Linked DNA regions of Mus musculus: regions 2, 3 and 4 are each linked to region 1. The links are chromatin contacts, called in public Hi-C and HiChIP or PLAC-seq maps. All regions are on one chromosome and are shown on one strand. Each heading gives the region's core, a stretch centred on a gene start, on an enhancer-like site or on the middle of the called end of the contact. The rest is flanking DNA. Distances are from core to core; before and after follow the strand shown. Region 1 holds the start of Pacsin1 (protein kinase C and casein kinase substrate in neurons 1). Region 2 holds the start of Scube3 (signal peptide, CUB domain, EGF-like 3). Region 3 overlaps Anks1 (ankyrin repeat and SAM domain containing 1). Region 4 overlaps Anks1 (ankyrin repeat and SAM domain containing 1).

Region 1 (3,289 bases), core at 397-2,896:
GTCCCAGCCCTGGAAGCTGACCCAGATTGTCTTGTGACAGTTGAGATGGAGCACTGGAGGAGAAATCACCACCGCAGACGCTTGAGGAAAGGAAGACCTTAAGCAAAGGGCCAGGCTCCCCGGGGACACAGGGCGGCCAACGAGTCAGTCAGGAACCAACAGGACAGAAGCCCCACCAATAGTCACAGCTGACATTCAACCCCAGGCTTAAAGGAGTTTCTTGGTGGCTCTTTGGTCCGGGGGAATAGAAAGACCAAAGGGGTTCCCCTCCATTTTCCAGCTTGGTAGCTATTGCCCAAAGTTTACATATTCATTCATTCATTCATTCATTCGTTCATTTGTTCGTTTGTTCATAGTGAAAACATTTCTTCAGTGAGGAGCCCTTCTCAGACACTGACAATGTCAGAGACAAGTCAGATTCTTAGCCTGAAGGCCCTTTGGTCTAGAGGGGGACAGGCCAGACATAAGTAACCTCCGGGTTGACAGGGTTCAAGAACATGGGGCCAGAGGTGACCTCTCCCCTGGGGAGTCAGGAAGCTGCTTAGAAAGAGTGATCTGAGTAACGGGCAAACATCTGATAAGAAAACCAGGCTGCGGGCAGAGCTTCCCAGACCACTGGCAATCTGCACCCCAGCTGTGCTGGGGCCCCTGACAATGGGCTATTTCTGGTTGTGCCTAGAAAAAGAAGGTGCCTCATGTTTAAGTTCCCCCAGGCTGCAGAGCTGTGCTTGGGGGAGGTGGGGGTGGGGGCAAGGCTGGAACTTAAAAATCGGGGGTTTGAAGCTGAGTCTAGCCAAGCTCTGGGGTTTGCCACTGTGTCGCAGACACATTAATGACCCTTTAACCTTTCCACAGCCTCCTCAAAGGTGAACACAACCGGGAGAGCGCCCCAACCGTGACCAAATGGGCTGAGGTTGGTGGAGGGAGAAGGCGGTGTGGCTGGCGCAGAGAGGATTCTGCAGCATCTGCGGGGGCCCTCAGCATCGCCACCTCCTCTTTCCTTCCACCTCCCACCCCCAGCTGGTGGGGGGAGGGGTCGGAAGCAAAGAAGGAAGTACCTGTAATCTAAACCAGACATCGCCGCCTGTGCTTCTCCCCAGCCCACTCTGATCCAGAAATAACATACGCACCAAGCTGGCATCGGCCCACCCATCCCAGCTGGCCCCAGAAAAACATACAACACCGGGGGGGGGGGGCAGCCCCAGCTTCCCAACGATCATGCTTCTTCCCCTTTCCCCAGGGTAAAGGCCTCCCCCTTAGCATCCTCAAGGGGTCATTCTGGCACTGGCTGGGTCAAGCCAAGAGCATCCGGGGGCGCGCGCCTACCTCTCCCCAGATACCTGCCCTCGGCTGTATTCAACGCCATCATATACTGAGCATCTGCATCACGCACTGAAGCCCTGGACTCCCCGAACCCCCAACACTACCCCACCCCCACCCCCAAACCCGCGCTCTCTCCACGCTCTAGAGCCCCTACCTGGGCGCCGGAGCACCGGACACCATCAGCGGGGCGGGTGGCAAAGCGGGCGGCGGCGGCGGCCCAGCCTCAAGCCCGGCCGGCTTCCCGGGGGAGGAGGAGGAAAAGGAGGAGGAGAAGGCTGGCGCGACCGCCGCGCGTCTCTCTGGGGCTGCGGGAAGGAGGAAGGTCAGAGACTCCGCCGAGCGCAGCGCCGCGCGGGGGCGGAGGCGGCGCGGATTAGAGCGGCTTCTCCGTGAGCCAATGGCGACGCGGTGGCTGCGCAGGTGGCAGCACCGCGGTACCCGGAGGCCGCGCCCGCCCGGCCGCCTGCTCCCCAGCTCGGTGTGTTTGATTCCTGCGCGCTCCTAATACCTGCTTCTCATGCGGGGGTTCACGCATGATAGGGGTTTGCTGTATAACCCTGGTGTGATGACCCCCTCCCTATCCGTGTGTGTCGGGTTCATGGAGAACAGGATACTTAAGATTGGCCAAATAGTAAGGATGCTCTCCTCTGCCCTATCCCACGGCCCACTCCCACACTCAGCTCTGCCAAGAAGGCCTGTGTGGATCCTCAGGCCAGTTCACCTCAGCTGGCTGTCAGCAAAGCTAGCTGGAGGCCTTTTTGGAGGTTCTCTGGGACTTGGGGATCCAAACGGTGACACACAGCTGCTGCCTTGTATTCTAACTGCTTCCAGGAGCCGGACTGTTGCCCCAGGGAGTGGGGCCTGACTCAGAAGAGCAGAGGATTCATTCAATGTGTCCAGAGTGTGACACAAACCAGAGAAGGAAGACCAGGAGGCGAAAACTGCCCACCTCTGCCCCTCCCTACCTTGAGAGACCTGGATGTTCACAGGGTTCGAAGAAGGAAGTCTTCCTGAACCCCTGGTGGTGAGGCTAACCGTGAGCTCTGAAGTTCACCAGTTCAGGAGCCCAGAGGAATGCCTGCATACAGTGTTCGTTCATTTGCTAAGAATTCCATGGACAGTTTCAAGCTATATTGTTGTTTTGTTTTTAAGATTTATTTATTTGTATAAGTACACTGTAGCTGTCTTCAGATACACCAGAAGAAGGCATCAGATCCCGTTATAGGTGCATGATGGTTGTGAGCCATCATGTGGTTGCTGGGATTTGAACTCAGGACCTTCGGAAGAGCAGTCAGTGCTCTTAACCGCTGAGCCATCTTTCTAGTCCTCAAGCTATATTATTAGAGCATAGAAGAAGACATCACTAAGACATCACCAGGCAGCATCTCATCTAGGGTAGGACCAGACAGTCAAGTATTATTAGTCAGGGAACCGAGGGATAGAATGGATGACTCTTACTTTACGAAGGGGCTTATCAGATCGGCTTAAACAATACAAGCGTCTGCATGCAGGACAGGCTGAGAATCCCGAAGCTGTCCCAGGACACCGGGTTCCTCAGGAGTCCCAGTGTGGCACTGAATGCATGGAGGATTCCTGAAGAGGCCCCGGAGTCATCAGAGGCCTTCAGGGGACTTTGGAAGGTTGAAACGTGGGGTTCTGGTTGCAGCGGCCGCAGCAGCAGCAGAGCAGATGCATTCACCAGCATGAAGCCAAGGTGGGCAAGGCAAGGGTACGGTGCCCCACCCCCCAACTTCTTACGTCACGCCACCCCAAGGAGGCACGTCTCACCACGGGAGAGTCTCTTTTCCCCTCAGTCAGTTCCTCCCTGAAACGCCCTCCACTCCCTCCACGCTTACCCGGAGTCTCTTACTTCTTTCCGGATCCAATCAAGTCCAGATTAACCACCACAGTGGCTGGTGTTCCACGGAAGGTTGAGAGCTCTGGGCAGAGCTGTCCGGAAAGGTTT
Region 2 (3,289 bases), core at 244-2,743, 490 kb before region 1:
TAGCACCTTCTACCAACAGTGAAAAGCTGCTGGCATAGCCCAGTTTAAGATTCAGCACACACACCCCGCCCGCCCCCCCCCCCCCCCCGCCCCCGACACACTGACCCGACTGACTGACTGCCAGACAACTCGACGACTTCCTCAACTCCCAAGTTCAACTTTCCTCCTGACTCAGACACCTCTTCATCCCTGGCTGGCTTCAGGAACCCCCAGGACAATAGACAGAATCTACCTCCCCAGGCAAAATCTTGCTAAGAGGAATTTTCTTTTTGTCCATATAAATCTCTTTTGGGTGAGGACAGCGTGGGGGGAGGGGTACAGCAGGTCAATGGGGGGAGGGGAGGCTGTCCCCAGAGAACTGTGGGACACCAGCCTGGTTTCTGCCAGCGCAGCCTTGGGACTGGCTGGCCCAGGAGCGCGGGGTCAGGGACCGGGGCAGGAGGGCCTCCCAGTCTCCCTCTAATTCCTAGAGGGATCTGTCAGAGCTCCCAGCCTGGAATTTTACTTTGTTATTTTAATGCAATTCTAACCTGGATTTAAATGGAATTGGAAACCCCAGGCCTTAATAAATAAATATTATGATAAGAAATGAAAGCCATGCGAGACGAAAGGGATTCCCCCCCCCCAAAGGCAGAAACGCAACGTTCGTGCCAGAAGGCAGTCACAGACATTTTCTCCTACTGCTCCTACTATTCTGTGACAGGCAGTCGGTTTCACCGCGAAAGAGGTGTTTTTCTTTAACATCCTTCGACTTGATAAGACGGTAACTTCGAAATTTCGGCCTGACTCTGCCTCATGCGGGCAGGGGAGGAGGTTACGAAGCGTATAGCAGAGTTGAAAACTTCCTTCCCTCAGTCTCAAGCTCCAAAGTGGAGTCCCTGGCAATGTTTGAGAGAAGATTCTCTCTGACCTCGGAGGAAGATGCTAGATGGTGGCAGGGAAGCCGGCAGAAGTGCATGCATGCTCCTTTCTGCTGGCCGCCCCCCTCCCCAGGCGCTATTGCCTGTCGCGCAGCGCCCCGAGGTCTAGCGTCCCTGTGCCCCACTGGCCGAAGAGTCGGGGGGCACAGGGCCGGGTCCTGACAGCCACGCACTTCTAGACACCTGCCCTGGTGGCTCGGGCCCCGCCGTCCCGCCGCCCCTCTGTCCCGCCGCCCCGCCGCCCCACAATCCCGCACCGCGCCTCCCTTACCTTGCGCAGCTTTGCCATGCTGGGCGGCGCGCGCGTGGACCAGCAGGAGGAGCAGGCAGAGCCCGGGGACGCGCCCCGAGCCCATGGCCTGGAGCTCCGCGCGGCGGGGCCGCGGGGGTGTCGCAGCCCCGGGGAGGGCGCGAGGAGGAGGGGGAGGGGACTGGAAGGCGCCCCGCGGAGGCTCCGGGCTGGGCGTGGGGAGCGCGCGGTGGGGAACGCGGGCAGGCGCGGGGCGGCGGCCCGAGGGGCGGCCCGGGCTATCGCACCCGACGCCCAGCTTCGCCCGCGGGGAGCTGTAGCCTGAGAGCGAGCGCGCAGAGCCGGAGCTGGGACCTGAGAAAGGGGAGGGGAGACGTAGCGCCTAAACACGCCCTTTCTGCCTCTTTCTTCCTCCCTTGCTTTCTCGTCTCCCGGGCTCCGTCTGTTTTTCTTCGCCTTTCTCCTCCTCCTCCTCCTCTTTCTCCTCCTCTCCTTGCTCCTTTTCGTTTTCTTCCTCCTCCCCTTCCCACTGCCCCTCCTGCTTCTCCTCTCCGTCCTCCTCCTCCTCCACCTCCTTTTTCGTGCCCTTTTTTTTTTTTCTTTCAAAGGGGGCCTCGGCGTGGCGGCCGCTCCCCCTGCGCGCCCGGGCGCGCGGCCCCCTCCCCAGGCTGCCGGGCCGCTGCCTGCAGGAATTTACAATCCGGCGCTGGGGGAGCGGGCCCGGTCTCCATGGAGACGGCTTCCCCGGGAGCAGGGAGGTCAGGCGCAGACCGCGCACAATCAATGGATCAATGCAAGCCCCCGCTCCGCTCCAGACCAAACAGCACCGGGGCTCCGGCTCGTCCGCTCGTTCCCTGTGGGGAGCTAGCGGGGGAGCCGAGGGTGCGCCCCCCGCGCTCGCACGTCAGGAGGGCCGAACGGCGAAGGTCTGCACGCGCACCTCGGCGGGGAGACAAAGAGGGCGCGAGGTGTCGAGAAAGCTTGGAAGGGCTGCACCTCGGAACAGAGATGGGCTGGGACTCCGGTCCAAGGAACGTCCTCCGAACCTTTAGCCCTAAAGTCACTCCCACCCTCTGGACACAATCCTCATACTCAGATGAGTCCTGGCTAAAACTGCCCGGCTCCAAGGGCAGGCTCTGTGGGCGTTGAAGGTAGCCCGCTGAGACGCCCTTCTCGGCGTGGCTCCCATATGCACTGTCTAGTGCTCAGCACACCGGTAGAAGCTACCCCACGATCATCTTTGGCACACACAAAGGCTCTGTACAATCTCTCCAAACCGGCTTCCAGTGCTAACCTCACTGGCAGCAGAGATTAGGTTTAAAGTAGAGACACTCTGCCGATGGAGCAAGTTCCCCTGGGTCCTGGACACTGTCCCCTTTCCCCCTATCCCTTTAGTCGCTCTGAGCCAATTGTACCAGGCCTCAGAGTCCTGCCTGCTTCAGAGCCAATTTTGTGCAGGAAAAAAAAAAAAAATCCCAGGGTACCCAGGAAAACTGGGCAATGACCAAGGTCTCCCTAAAGATGACTCAGTCCTCAAACCCTTGGCATTGGCAGCGGGCTTCAGCTGGGGTGGGGGTGGGCTCTGTAAGCAGACGCCTGCCTACCCTGGAGAAGAGTTGAGCCCTCCCTTTAGCAGGGATTAAATGAAAGGGTAAGAGAACGAACAGAGAAAGAGGCTTTGACTTCCCAGTTCCAGCTCCTGAGAAGCCTCTTGGCTTCCGGTCCCATCTCGATTGACCTCAGTTTCCCCAGCTAGAAAAGGAGGATGGGTTTATTGGGCCAGAGGATGCTGAGGGGACGCTGCCCCTGGAAAGCCAGGAAGAGGAACCCTCGAGGCCCCTTGTACAATGCGAGAGATGGCGCGGGCGAGGTGAACACACAGGTCATGGGAATGGAGTGGAGGCCACAGAAAGGTTGGTCAGATGACCCCCCTACACGGTCCCTCCCAGCCCTGTCACTCCTGAGATTCCTTCCTCCCCCATTCCTCTGGTAAACCCCTCCCTCTGGAGCAGCCTTGCCTGCTGCCACCAATTATGTGGAAGCTGGAGAACAAGTTCAAACTTGTCATTCTCTTTGCCCCAAACAAGGGTGGGGGGGGATGAATTGAGGGTAGCCAGAC
Region 3 (3,289 bases), core at 467-2,966, 370 kb before region 1:
CACACTCACTAGTCCTGCACCCAGGGTTACTGCAGGGACTTCTCGCAGCAGAGGTGGCCTGGCTGCACATGGGAAGGTCAAGCATAAGCGAGGCTTGGCCCCAGACACTCACTGGCCTCTGAAGATTTTCCTCCATGTCTCACTGCTGCTCCTGCTAGGACTGGACCCTGGGCGACTTGATACAGAATGGAAAGGTCGTGTATTAGCCTTTTGTGAGGTTAAACCTAACTGGGTCTTAGGCATGGTAATCTTAGGGGTTTCCTCTTTTCCTAAAGAGGAAAGGGGAGGAGACAAATAGTGGCTCACCCTGAGAGTACGAGTACGTGGCATCTACAACAACTGGGACCTTTCCTCTTGGGACTCAGGGAAAGAAAAGGAAAAAAAGAGAAGTCTTAGATTCCAAGAAGCACACCAGCACAGCGGGTCCTTCATGATTTCCCTGGCAGGAACCGATGTCCACCCCGCCACCCAAACGCCCTGCCCCTGTTCCTTACACCACCACCACTACCCTAAATAAAGTGATACGGGCTCTACCAATGTTTCTACAGAACACAGGGTTCCTAGGAGTACAGGAGCAAAATGTTTGTCTCCAGTGCTCCTGGGCTGCAGCTCAGGGTCAGAGGTCATTTGACTGGGGAGGGAATGGGAGGCCACAGGACAGAGGCCAGGAGAGCACATTCCTGTATGGGGAACACAGAAACCCAGATGCACTGGCCGCTCTGTGTGTGGGGAGCCACATGGGACAGCGGGGTAAGTTCCCCATTATCAAAGAAGCACGCAGACAAGCACATGAACAGAACCCTAGAAAGGCTCTGAGACCCCTGTGGGGCTCATGGTCACGGAGCTGCACGGTGGGAGCCATGGAAGGGCAGGAAAGATGCCTTGCCACCTAGCTAGTCTGACACCTTTGTGCAGGGAGTTCTTTAGGCTGCCTCACCTATCTGCTGCAAATGCTGGCCAGCCTCAGCAGCCCTGCCAAGCCCAGTGGTTCTCTAAGCATGGCTCAGTGCCAAGGCCGGGTCTCTGTGTGTCTAGGCTCTTCAGACAAGGAGTGGGTGCTTCCACCTCTGAGAGGCTGTCTGCCAGAGGAGCCAAGAAAGACCCGGCTTATTAACGCCGGAGTAAGACCCAGGACAGTAAGACCTTAGTACTCCTCCTAATTTTATAAGCACACGCTTCTGGTTACTCATTGGACTTCTGCCAATCTCGGTGTCTCCCACTCCTGTTACAATAATCAATAAAGACTCAGAAGGGGACTGCATGCTTCTTTCAGTCAGATGCGGCAAAACCACAGCCAGGTCTGTTGCTCCTTCCCGAGCTCTGGGCAACAGGAATGGAGGGAAGACTGGGGCAGGTGCCTGTTGGGTTAAACACAGACAAAGGATCCCAGAGAGGTCTGGCCCAGGGCCTAGTCTGGGTTTCCCAGCTCTGCTCTTAACTGCGGTGGCTTCTGAGACGCCCCTGTGCATGTCTGTGAGTGGGCTGTCAGGGTGTGTGTGTAGGCTGAAAGAGTTCCCTATACTCTGGGCTCAGGCTATTTGCACACATCATACTCTCAAATATGCTCCTAAAGGGGTGAAAATAAACAAGACAGCTCTAGTCAAAACTGTGACGCATGGAACTTCTAGACTCTCCCAGAAGTGGGAGCAATAGAGAATGGCTGGTGCAGGCTCCCTCCTACAGGGGCGGGGCAGGGGCCCTGTGAGTCTCTAGGTCAGTCAGTGCAGCAGACAGAAATCCAAAGGTAACTCAGAAATAACCGAGCCAGGCAGGACACTGCCTCAGCCTTGCTTCCTGCCTTCGCCAACTCTGCGCTCCCCCACTCTGTGAGGAGTGGCAGATATGAAGCTGTCCTTGGTGAAGGTGCCCTGGATAGTGTCCCTGTAACTCAGATGCTAGAGTCTGGCCTCTAAGGTGGAGAAAGTGTGTGGCACTGAGGTCGGCCTTTGCCAAGGGGATATGGTATCCACAGGCTGGGAGGAGAGCCCTTGAGAGGGGCTTCTCTAGGCTCCAAAACAGATGAAGAACACACCTGTCTCTAACACAGGGGCCTCCAGCCAGGGCCCAGTGTGCCCCAGCTCACCTGGGAGACAATGACCCTGTAGTCTGCCGAGACCCACCATGTCTCCAGTTAACTGGAGGAATGGAATGTTAGGAGTATGGGCTTTTCACGGCACAGGCTGGCTGAGGGAGACCTCTGGAGATCCAGCGCTTGGAGCAGGATGCTGCTATGGTGGGTTTGTATCCGCTATGCAATATTACCCCACAGCCAGAAACTAGGGAATGGTACCAAACACAGGACCACTTAGAACTATTTCTGTAACTTCCTGTGAATATACAACTATTCCAAAGTAAAACATTTAGACGAGGAAAATGTTGACTCGACTGTGCCTTTCTTTTTATAAAGAAAGGCCAACCGAGCCCAAACACTGGCGAGGTCAGACATAACAGAGCCTCAGTTCTCTCCTTCTGTGGCCCAGCTGCTCGAGTTGGAAGGAAGTCTCCATCTTCCTCAGCCTGGCAGGCACGCACAGTGCTGGGGTCCTGCCCCCATCCTGAGCCGGTCTCCTTTCCCTCCCAATCGGGTGGCATGACAACCATCGTTGTTGACACGGGTTTGGCCTGAGCTTAGGGGAAACAGACCTGGTGATGAGAATCTGCTGAAGTACCTGCTCTGCATCTACCTGAATGTCACCCAGGGCCTCTGACCCCACTGTCACTGTCACCCAGGGCCTCTCTCCCTTCATGGGTCCTGAGAAAAGGGACCTGTTGTCAGCTGTTTCCTCCACTCAATTCTGCGTCTTTACTCACAGAAGCCCATTCTCCCTGGCTGACTCTGAGGGCCCGTCTGTCCTCACAGCACACAGCCCCTCCTGCTCCCAGGCTACCTCAGCCCCTGTGCTGCCTGCAGCAAGCCTTCCTCTGCACAGAGCAGTGTCCATGCTCTGAAGACCCCAGGGGCGGCACACAGGACGGCAGAGGCCGCACGGGGAAGCAGGTCGCTGAGGGGTTCCCCATAGCCTCTCGCATTCAGCGCTGGCAACTGTAAGCCCTGTAGCTCCTGGGAGTGGCAGCCTTGAGTATCAGTGACCTGTCCTGCCTCCCAGCAGGGGAGCAGCTCACGCTGCAATCTTCAGCTCTAGCTGCACCTCAGAGTTTAAGAAGGTCTGTGCCCTGCAGCCCAGGATGTCCCTCTCCTCAGCTCCCACCAGCACCCACTGAAGTCACCTCCAAAGAGGCAGTTTGCACTTAATTTCTGCTTTGGGAGATCTCAACCCAAGACAGGTGC
Region 4 (3,289 bases), core at 436-2,935, 320 kb before region 1:
CAAGCACTGGGCCACCACCTTCCTATCCTGGACTACTCCAGGCTAAAGGCAGTTGTGAACAAGACAAGCTAGCACACCCAAGTGGCTCAAAACCCCAAGCAGCCATGTCTCAAGGCAAAAGTGGGTGAAGACAGGGTTAGACATGATGGCTGAAATGGTTGAGGTAAGGATTTCAGCAGGTGGCCATTTTCCAACACTGAAGAGTATTAGTTCCAAGCAAGCTTCTCTGTGTGCTTTTTTCAGAGAGAAGGCTGCAGTTTCAATCAGGAGAATCACACTTAGGCTCTAGGAAGGCAAGTCTAAGACCACCGCCACCCCGGCACACAGGCATCCTCGCTGACAGTCTGAGCACCTGCTGCTCACCTACCTGGAAGCCCACCCGTGCAGGAATACAGGACTGACTGACCACTGCCTACACCCAGTCTCCAAATGGAGGCCTCTGGGACCCAGGTGGTTTCCCTCTGGTAGCTCAGTGGAAACCTGTGTGGGCCTTGCTAGTGAGTAGACTTGCCAGGTGGTGTCCCAAGTTCTGAGGATGAACCTCATCTACTCTACAGAGAGGAACAGCCCCCTGGGGCTGTGTCCTGAGGGGGACAGCCCTGCACTCACTCAGGAGCAGCTTAGTGCAGCCAAAGCAGCAGGGCCAAAGCCGGATATGGACATCCTAGGAGACTTTGTCACTGAACATGTCTCCAGGGAACAGAGAGGCTATCCAAGAGCACTCAACTGCAGAGGCCTTGTGAGGTTTGGGGCGGTTCTCTTCTCTCCTTTTTAGCACATGCTTGCCCTCAGAGTGGTGTTGGAGGACACAGGAAGTGATCTCCATACCACTGGATCACTCTGACCTGCATCTGGAGGATTTTTTTCAGCATCAGGACAAATTCTTTCAGTTCTGCGCATTGTGATGTCTGTAAAGTAACAGGATTGCTCACACAGCACTGACTAATGCTGGCAAGCTGTGCTCACTGCATGTTGATGGCATAAGCAGAAATTATAATTATGTAATCTCTCCTGTTTAAAACTCACTCTACATAATTTCAAAAGATTTGCATCAACTTTTATACTGTGAGTCTGTGTGTGTGTATGCATGTGTATGAAATTTTAGTACAAATCTTCATGAGTCAACTGCACAAAAATGTATCCTCCTGCTGGACAAGGTGGCGCATGCCTTTAATCCCAGCACTTGGGAGGCAGAGGCAGGTGGATCTGTTGGGTTCAAGGCCAGCCTGGTCTAAGAGTAAGTTCCAGGACAGCCAGGGCTGTACAGAGAAACTCTGTCTTGAAAACAAAAAACAGACAAACAAGATGCAGCCTCCAGAACACGGCCCCCCACTCCTCCTGATGAGGGAGGGAGGGTCATGTCTAGGGAGCAGAGGAACCCTAAGTGCATGAGGCCAGGGCGTGCACAGGGAGGACACTCTCACTCTCCCGACCTGTTCGTTGACTCTGGTGTGTGAGGGCCCTTGCTGGATGAGCAGACGTACTATCTGGGCGTCTCCTTTCCACGCTGCCAAGTGCAGCGGGTAGCAGCCTTTCGAGTCAGCAACGTTGGTCAGCGCGTCGTTCCTCAGAAGGACCTCGACCACATCCCTAGAAAGCAAAAGCCATCCATGAGCTCATGGGTCTTCCCATGTGTGTACCGCAAACTGCTTTCTGACCCCGCCTCTCGATGGCTAGCCTCCTCTGAGGTCACTGCCCGGGCTTCTCCCTCTAATGCCCACAGCTAGCATGTGGCTGCTAGGTGGCTGACTCACCGTGACCAGTGACTCACCTCCCTTTCTTGATAATCCATCTATGTCCTGTAACTTTGAAAATGTCTGGACCCCTTGTCTGAACTGTGCATTACTCCCCACCTTGGGATACTTATTTAGCATGCAGGGGTAGAATTTACATGAAGGCGGTTACACCAGACAGGTGATGTCCCTTCGCTACCTACTCCAATGCCTTGGATGTGGGAGCTAAAAGAGGACAGAGCAAAATCAATGTCACAGACGTCAGACACACAGAGAGTCAGACACACAGAGAGTCGACACTGCTAATGAGGCGGACACACACGTGTAATTATCCCCAGGCACACAAGCCAATGAAAAGCCGCCCCGTGGACACAGACAGGGCCTGGGGAGGAGCCTGGCTAACAAACTTAGAGTTGAGGGTTCATTAATTCAGACTTTCCCGACTACTAGAGAGGGTTCTCAATGTATTTTTTTTTCTTTGTGTGCATACACGCAGAAGCCAGAAGATAATCTTTGGAAGCCATTTCTCTACATCTACCATGTGGGTCTGAGGGATCAAACTCAGGTCACCTGGGACGCAGCCAGTGCTTTATCTGCTGACCCATCATCCTGGCCCTGGATGTTACCTTTAGGGTTGTTTTAGAAAAGACACAGTGTTCATGCTCCAAATTGAGAAAAGGTCAACGCTGGAGCAAGCTCTCACGGTGGACCCTGCATGGTGGGCCTTCAGCTTGACCACAAACTGGACAAGTAACAGAATCCTGCAAGGTGGGGTGGGCCCATTCCTTGCTCATTACAATGTAAAATGAGGGGTTCATGGCTCGGGCTTACTAGGCCACACCCATGCAGCTCTTCCCCTTTGGACTCTGCTTCCCACTCTGCACACTATTTTTCCTGTCCCCCTGGTTTCTGTTCTTCTGCATCTGGGCAAACCCACTTCGTGCCCCACGACTTCTGCCTGTGCTGCGCTGAGCCTCGGGCGTCAGTCCACTGATGACTCCCTGCTCCCCGGAGCCCAGTTTCTCCAGGAAGCTCTCACACCACCTTCCCACTCAAGTTCTGATGGCCTCCTCAGACTTAAGAGGCCTTCCATCTCCTGGGTTCACCAGGGTGGACACCGTGAGGTGCCAGTGTCTGTGTGCTCTGCTGTCCTGAGTGGGCCCATCACAGTCCCAGCATGGCTTGTGTGCTAGAGCCCTCCACAGGAAGGGCCTCCAGGAGAGAAGGTGAAATTCACTTCTGTCTAAGACTTCTCTGGGGCTGGGGGTAGAAATGGAGCATCATGGTTCACAGAAGAGAAACCTGGCCTCTGCCCACACTGTGCTGTCTGCTTCTCTCTGTGCGCAGTGCCCCGCCTAGGCAGCCTCATAGGAGATGGAGACTCCTGAGCTGGGCTCCGCAGGGTGGGCAGGGAGGAGCCCCTGGTACTTACCTGTGTCCATTCAAAGCAGCGTGGTGTAGTGGCGTGTAGCCGGTGCTATCTACACAGTTCACGTTCGGCCCTCTCCACATGCTGAAAAGACAGAGAGAGAGATTTTAACGGCTGAAGTCATAGC

What was found. A called contact is a pair of places that touch in the nucleus more often than the background predicts. HiChIP or PLAC-seq counts read pairs in DNA pulled down with a chosen protein or histone mark.
Region 2: a contact with region 1 is called in a Hi-C map of pro-B cells, with 2.4 times the contacts expected there. The contact joins the promoter of Scube3 here to the promoter of Pacsin1 in region 1. A contact is called at or near these places in 8 of 39 promoter capture datasets (the 3T3-L1 cell line, embryonic stem cells, hematopoietic stem and progenitor cells and 3 more), 3 of 484 Hi-C or Micro-C datasets (embryonic stem cells, pre-B cells and pro-B cells), 2 of 115 datasets of contacts at active chromatin or transcription factors (embryonic stem cells and stem cell-derived neural progenitor cells) and 1 of 9 other capture datasets (macrophages).
Region 3: a FOXA1 HiChIP or PLAC-seq map of pancreatic cancer cells shows a contact between it and region 1. The contact joins the enhancer-like site here to the promoter of Pacsin1 in region 1. A contact is called at or near these places in 2 of 39 promoter capture datasets (cranial neural crest and liver), 2 of 115 datasets of contacts at active chromatin or transcription factors (large pre-B cells and pancreatic cancer cells) and 1 of 9 other capture datasets (embryonic stem cells).
Region 4: a contact with region 1 is called in an HNF4G HiChIP or PLAC-seq map of pancreatic cancer cells. The contact joins the enhancer-like site here to the promoter of Pacsin1 in region 1. A contact is called at or near these places in 1 of 15 datasets of contacts at CTCF or cohesin (embryonic stem cells), 2 of 484 Hi-C or Micro-C datasets (the N1E-115 cell line and bone marrow-derived macrophages) and 1 of 115 datasets of contacts at active chromatin or transcription factors (pancreatic cancer cells).

The regions. Positions count from the first base shown.
Region 1 is chr17:27,653,948-27,657,236 of GRCm38.p6, reverse strand. It overlaps Pacsin1 (protein kinase C and casein kinase substrate in neurons 1), which reads right to left and starts at 1,646. Exons shown (of 10, transcript NM_011861.3): 1 at 1,478-1,646.
Region 2 is chr17:28,140,513-28,143,801 of GRCm38.p6, reverse strand. Scube3 (signal peptide, CUB domain, EGF-like 3) reads right to left here and starts at 1,493. Exons shown (of 22, transcript NM_001004366.2): 1 at 1,192-1,493. The coding sequence starts at 1,276.
Region 3 is chr17:28,024,023-28,027,311 of GRCm38.p6, reverse strand. The region is part of intron 12 of Anks1 (ankyrin repeat and SAM domain containing 1); the gene reads right to left. Among named protein-coding and RNA genes, the nearest start is that of Gm35290, 18 kb to the right of the region's middle. Within about 2 kb of position 1,716, at least 73 of the 459 cell types and tissues checked have an H3K27ac peak or open chromatin away from gene starts, as enhancers often do. A contact at or near this core is called in liver and pancreatic cancer cells, where this site is marked.
Region 4 is chr17:27,974,862-27,978,150 of GRCm38.p6, reverse strand. It overlaps Anks1 (ankyrin repeat and SAM domain containing 1), which reads right to left. Exons shown (of 25, transcript NM_181413.4): 2 at 3,166-3,246; 3 at 1,434-1,590. Among named protein-coding and RNA genes, the nearest start is that of Gm35290, 31 kb to the left of the region's middle. Within about 2 kb of position 1,685, at least 44 of the 459 cell types and tissues checked have an H3K27ac peak or open chromatin away from gene starts, as enhancers often do. A contact at or near this core is called in bone marrow-derived macrophages and pancreatic cancer cells, where this site is marked.